Regions from separate parts of the Mus musculus genome. Here region 2 is linked to region 1. A link is a contact called in public Hi-C data. All regions are on one chromosome and are shown on one strand. The core of a region is the stretch at or near the end of the contact, and the rest is flanking DNA. Distances in the headings are between cores, read along the strand shown.

The links. A called contact is a pair of places that touch in the nucleus more often than the background predicts.
Region 2: a contact with region 1 is called in a Hi-C map of the N1E-115 cell line, with 6 times the contacts expected there. The contact joins two enhancer-like sites. A contact is called at or near these places in 1 of 15 datasets of contacts at CTCF or cohesin (pro-B cells), 6 of 484 Hi-C or Micro-C datasets (the HL-1 cell line, the N1E-115 cell line, cardiomyocytes and 3 more) and 7 of 115 datasets of contacts at active chromatin or transcription factors (acute myeloid leukemia, astrocytes, embryonic stem cells and 4 more).

The regions. Positions count from the first base shown.
Region 1 is chr5:43,087,372-43,090,071 of GRCm38.p6, forward strand. No RefSeq gene overlaps it. Among named protein-coding and RNA genes, the nearest start is that of Gm43700, 50 kb to the left of the region's middle. Within about 2 kb of position 1,325, at least 31 of the 459 cell types and tissues checked have an H3K27ac peak or open chromatin away from gene starts, as enhancers often do. A contact at or near this core is called in the N1E-115 cell line, where this site is marked.
Region 2 is chr5:43,357,851-43,360,550 of GRCm38.p6, forward strand. The region is part of intron 1 of Gm43699 (a long non-coding RNA gene); the gene reads left to right. Among named protein-coding and RNA genes, the nearest start is that of Gm43699, 4.9 kb to the left of the region's middle. Within about 2 kb of position 1,286, at least 34 of the 459 cell types and tissues checked have an H3K27ac peak or open chromatin away from gene starts, as enhancers often do. A contact at or near this core is called in the N1E-115 cell line, where this site is marked.

The DNA of each region.
Region 1 (2,700 bases), core at 75-2,574:
GAACCTGCAATACTTGTTGGAGCTTTTAAAATATGATACATCCTGCAGCTACCAGGGCATCTCGAGTGCCAGGTCCTGTTTCAATGGTTTGTGGCACTGAGGTTTATTTGATAAACGGGACACTGCTGTTGTCAGTTCAGGAACCCTATTTTTAGGGCTTTTTTTTTTTTTCAAGACAAGAGCCTACAAAAATCCAAAAGTGATTGTCAATACAAAGAGAGACTTTGGCATGCCCTGAATAACTAAAAGATTTACTTTTAGTAATACCTTTTAGTATTATGTTAGTCATTTTAATGTTGTTCTCCATTTTATTATTTTCTATAACTTATATTTAGTTTCCCACCAGCATGCACAGGAAAATACTTACAAGTGTAATTTGGGATCCTTCATGCCTGTCCACAGAGAGTAGCCTGGTAGAAGGGTTTGTAGGCAGCTTTCTAAAGCCCAAGCTTGGCAAAACATTCCCATTATTATCTGCAGCCCTAGCCTGTTTAATCTTACAGATTCAGGGTTATTTAGTTATCCTTATGTTCCACCCCCACTCACTTCCCAACACTACCATCTGTCAGCCCAGGCCAGTCTAAGCTCAGCCTGGTGCAGCTGTCTCCCAGGAGGTGACCCTAGGCGAGTCACCTGTGAGGGCCTAGTCGGAGCGTAAGCCTCAAGGCCCACCAAGGCCATGGAGCAGCATAGCCTCCAGAATGGAGCTTGTCCCCAGATGCCTTCGGAAAGAAGGTGTACCCTTATCACACATGCCACCCAGCCTCCAGTGCAGGGGGCCTTGACAATGGAGCAGGGGAAACCAGGCACAAAGATAACAGCTGCATAGAAAGGCTGGGAGAGAGACAGCCTTCCTCGTTGCACAGCCTTACTTATTTATAGATGCGCTGGCTCCTTATGTGGCCTAGTTAAGGACGCCTTTCCATAAATACATAGAAACGGATGTTATTCTAGAACCTACTGATAATATACACAGCTGTAGAGGTTGTCACTGGATTAACAACCCCACCTTCCTCTTAGCACCCCCTCCCCCCAAAATAAAACAGAAAATTAAAAGTGCATGGGTTTGTCTTTGATGTTTGCATACAAGAGAGAAACTCTTCCTTAAGAGTGACATAGTTTTCTGTTCTGTTTGGTTGAGCTTTGTTGTTTTGAGAGCCAAAACATGATTTCTTAGGGAATAGGCAATTAGGAAGCAAGGCTACACCTTTGCAAAGCAGAGTGTGGGTCTTTTACTTTTATCCCTCCCCAGGAGCATCTATTTAACCCAAAAACAATTTTCTCCTTTTAGAGGCTGCACGTGGCAGTTCATTTCGCTGGAAAATATCATCTGCCAACTAGGGTTCCGACTCTTTCCGATCCACTCACTTCCAGAGCCGTGAATGAGCCACAGCCCCTAGCCCTTTGTTTCTCCCAGTTTGTTCTACAGACTCTTAATTCTATTATCTGGCTGTAATTTGGCTCTGTGTCTCTCCAGCATTCCTCCCTTTATTCTCTCCCCTTTCTTTTTAATCGATTGATTCATCTGTAATTGGATTTTCCCTGGCTCTTACCAGCTATTAAAAGTAGCAGTGTGTGTGAGTGTGTGTGTGTGTGTGTGTGTATGTGAGTGAGTGTGCTTTTTAACTAGGCCATGCTTTCAGATGCCTTACGATCTCTCCTGACTGGCATTTCCAAGTATAAATTCAATTCCCTGGGCCTTAGCAAGGCAGCAGGGATCAGTGGGTAGAATATAAACTTTAAAAGCAGATAGAACCACAGCGTGTTTTGTTTCGTCTTGTTTAAGGCTGACATTTATTAAGCTTGTCCTGTATGCCAGACTCTGCTCCAAGCACTTTATAAAGAATTAATAATCCTCACCACACCCTTTTAAGGTAAGCTTGGTGATTTCTCCATTTTACAAATGAGAGCATAATGCTTGGGGTGGCGTGGGGAGGGGAGAAGGAATGTGACCAAGGTCCCACCCAAAACAACAAACAGGCCGTCAAGTTTTTGGTGAAGGTTCAGTTTTTTCAAGTGCGACACTATACATTCAGATCTGTAGAGTTTGGTCAGGATTTGCTTCCCTTACCACTTCCATGTTTGCCAGATTAGTAAAAGCTGGTTTCCCTTGCAAGGTGAAGTCACAGTAGGGGATTTGCAGTGGTGTTAAGTACATGGTCTGCCCAAGTATGGGGACATTGCTGGTCAATATTGTCCCTGAACTGAGGATTAAGCCAATGACTCAATAAGGCAGCTTTGGGAACACAAGAAAGGAGCAGAGTGGTTTCTTTGTTTGTTCACTAAGCTCCTGCAGTGTTTGGAAGAGACAGAAAAGGGAAAGCAGGCAAATGCAGAAAGCACCACTGTACAGATTAGGCTGTAGGCCCTCCGTGGTACTTCAGACATAATAGTTCCACTCTCCAGCCCTTACTTTCCCCTAATGTAACAGGTCCGCAGAGCCAACCACAACTACTAGCCACCACTAACTACCAACACTCTCCTACAAAATCCCTCCCCCTCTTCAGCTCACATGGACCAGTTCCAGCAGAGCCAGCAGGAACTACAAATCGATTCCACGTACAGTTCTTTACTGTACCTTACCACAAAAGCATAAAGTAGATGCTCAGATTCCTATTGTATAGACTGAGGAACTGAGTCATATAATGCTTTCATGACTTGACCAGGAGGCAGAATCAAGTCTCAACACACCCTCTGTTC
Region 2 (2,700 bases), core at 36-2,535, 270 kb after region 1:
TGCCCTGACCAATTGGTAGAGAAGTCAGTTTTCTTATCTTTCTACAGATTCTTTGTTCTACACCTTTTCCCTCAGAGATCCCTCTGAGTGAATGGTCATTATTTCCCACATCTCCCTCAAGCTCAGGGATGGCCTACCCTTTCTTCAAGAGGATAATAAGCTCGCTCCCTGGAGCCTGCCCCACAGACCTGTCCAGATTATTAGCACTTTCTGAGCCCTGTAAGACTGTCTAGACCACAATCTGGGGCTATGCCAAGAACGCCTTAGTCATTATTCCTATGAAGATATCTGTCTCTGCCACCAGCTTAGTACATTCTGAGGGGCTTACACTGCCTCCAAACAGGCATCATGATCATGTACACCTCAGTGTCGTTACCACAAAATAGAACAGATGACGGCCTCTTCTTCCTTCCTGTATGAATCTTTTTCTTTCTCGGAACCTGTTGATTCAAGGTCTAGGCTAGGTTTAAAGTGACTGACTATCAGAACATCAAGGTTGGAATTCTTAAGTTTCTAGAAACTTTCTCAGCAGCATTCCAGGGCAAAGGAAAGGGGGCAAAGACCTCGAAGGCAAAGATGCTTTACCTTCTAGGTCCTGTTATCTTATTCAGAAACATCTCTCTTGAGTCTATTCTACAAGTTTGGGCTTCTGGTCACACTTTTGTTTCTGTACATTGTTATTCATGACTTTAAAACACATGAAAATTACTGGAGCTGATTGATTCCATTGTGTCCTGGAGCTTTTCCACATTTTAATCTGTTGCAAGCGATGAAGGGTAATAATGATTCACTCGTATTAAGTGTTTTTGCCTTGTGCTTGGCACTGTGCTAGCTACAGGTACTAATGACACACAATTGGGATGTCCTGAATGAAACCTAAATGTGGGATGAGTTTATTTATAACCCAGACAACACTGTGCCCTGCATTCTCAAAGGACAATGGTTAGTATCTGGAACAATTTCCATTTCTGTACCCTTTGATAGAAAGAAGACAATGAAAGTGATTGTGGTCTTTTTCATAACTGTTTGGTGAAGGTGGCACAGCAAACTAGCTGACTTTCACCTCATCTGTAATCTTGAACAAGGATATCATCTGAGACACCCCTGATTGAGTAGCTGCTCTTATCACTGTGGCTATGCTGTCAGTTAGCTGGCTGAAAGGTGGGCTTTATGGAAACCTTACTAAAGCTAACCATCCTGGGCTTTAGCATCCTTGGCAACCCTACTTCTCTAACCAACAGACCATAGCATGACTCAGAACTTGGCATTGAATTGAGCCCAAAAAAGCCTTCTTTCAGGCAGCCCACATCCTAAGACACAAGACAAGTGTCTCTAGCCAGGAGATGTCCTATACACAACTGCACAAATTCTAACTTCATGGGTACTGAAAAATACCAGAGTATTTTAAAGTGTGTGTGTGTGTGTGTATGCGTACGTATGTGTCTGGTGTGTGCATGTATGTGAACTAGGTGACAATTTCCACAAGAGAAGGTATCTCAGAATCTCTCCAGACAATGGTTCTAAAATAAGCAAGATTAGTCATGGTCAAACCATTTGCTTTTGAACCTAAACCAGATACTAAATTGTGCTACAAAAATCTGTAAATTCCTGGTATTCAGGACTGCCAAGATGTCTGAGAGAAGATGGTCCAAGCCTCAACAGGGCTCATCACAATCACCCCTCGGCTGACAAAGGCGCTCTGTATGCTGGGCCCTGATTAGGAACAAGCTTAGGATTTAGCACAATCTGTTCTGTGAGGCCAATTTTCCAGGAGCTGTGACATAATTGCGCTCAGAAGTTGTGAGCTTGATTTCGAAACTCTTGATATTGTCATGGAAATGATCGTTGTATTTTATTGCAATCAATTTTTTCTTTAGACTAAAGCAGAGAAGTTGAGTAAGAGGGGGAAATTAGTCCTTTAATAAAGGAAGAAAACAGATACTTAATAGCGTGTTTCAAAAGTTGAATACAGTAAATTACAAAGCTGGAGAAAATAAGACATACCATTTTCCTGTTCCTTCTTATTCCCCCTGCTTCTAGCTCATCCTTTCAACGCCTCCTCTGCCCATTCACAAATGGCCCCTGCTTCCTGCCTTTTGTTGTTTTACCTCCCTGATGTGGGAGTGGTGTGATAATGAAATCTCTCAGGCCAGTCCCTGCAGATAGATAATACCTCTTTGTTGGCTGGTGTTTTACCTTTATTCTGAGGCTCTCCATGGCTTAAAATAAGGCTCTACCAAATGTGTATGGTAGATGTCATTCAACTTCTATTTTTTTATGGGTTAAAAACCTGAAAGAAATGACAGCCTAGTGGAAGGGCCGTGCATGGCTTTTGCTTTATTCATTTTCAAAGTCAAACTAGAGAGGTTGTTATTACATACATATACTTAAAAATACAAGAAAAGTGGGGGTTCTCTGATCGTTTCCCAAGAATGTACAATGATTGGAAGAAAGAAAAGAAAGGAGATGGGGAGGAAGAAAGGAAGGAAAGGATGAGAGACTGTAAAAAAATCAAAACAAACCAACCAACTAACCAACCAAACAAACAAACACAAATCTACCCTAAATGCATCCTGTGGTATAAATATGTCCTTTTTCCCTGCCAACCTCTGGAGTTTGCAAAGGACTTTAGACAAGTACACGTGGCCCCATCTTCTGGCAGACTTATGCAATAGCGGTACCTATCTGATGATCTTCAAG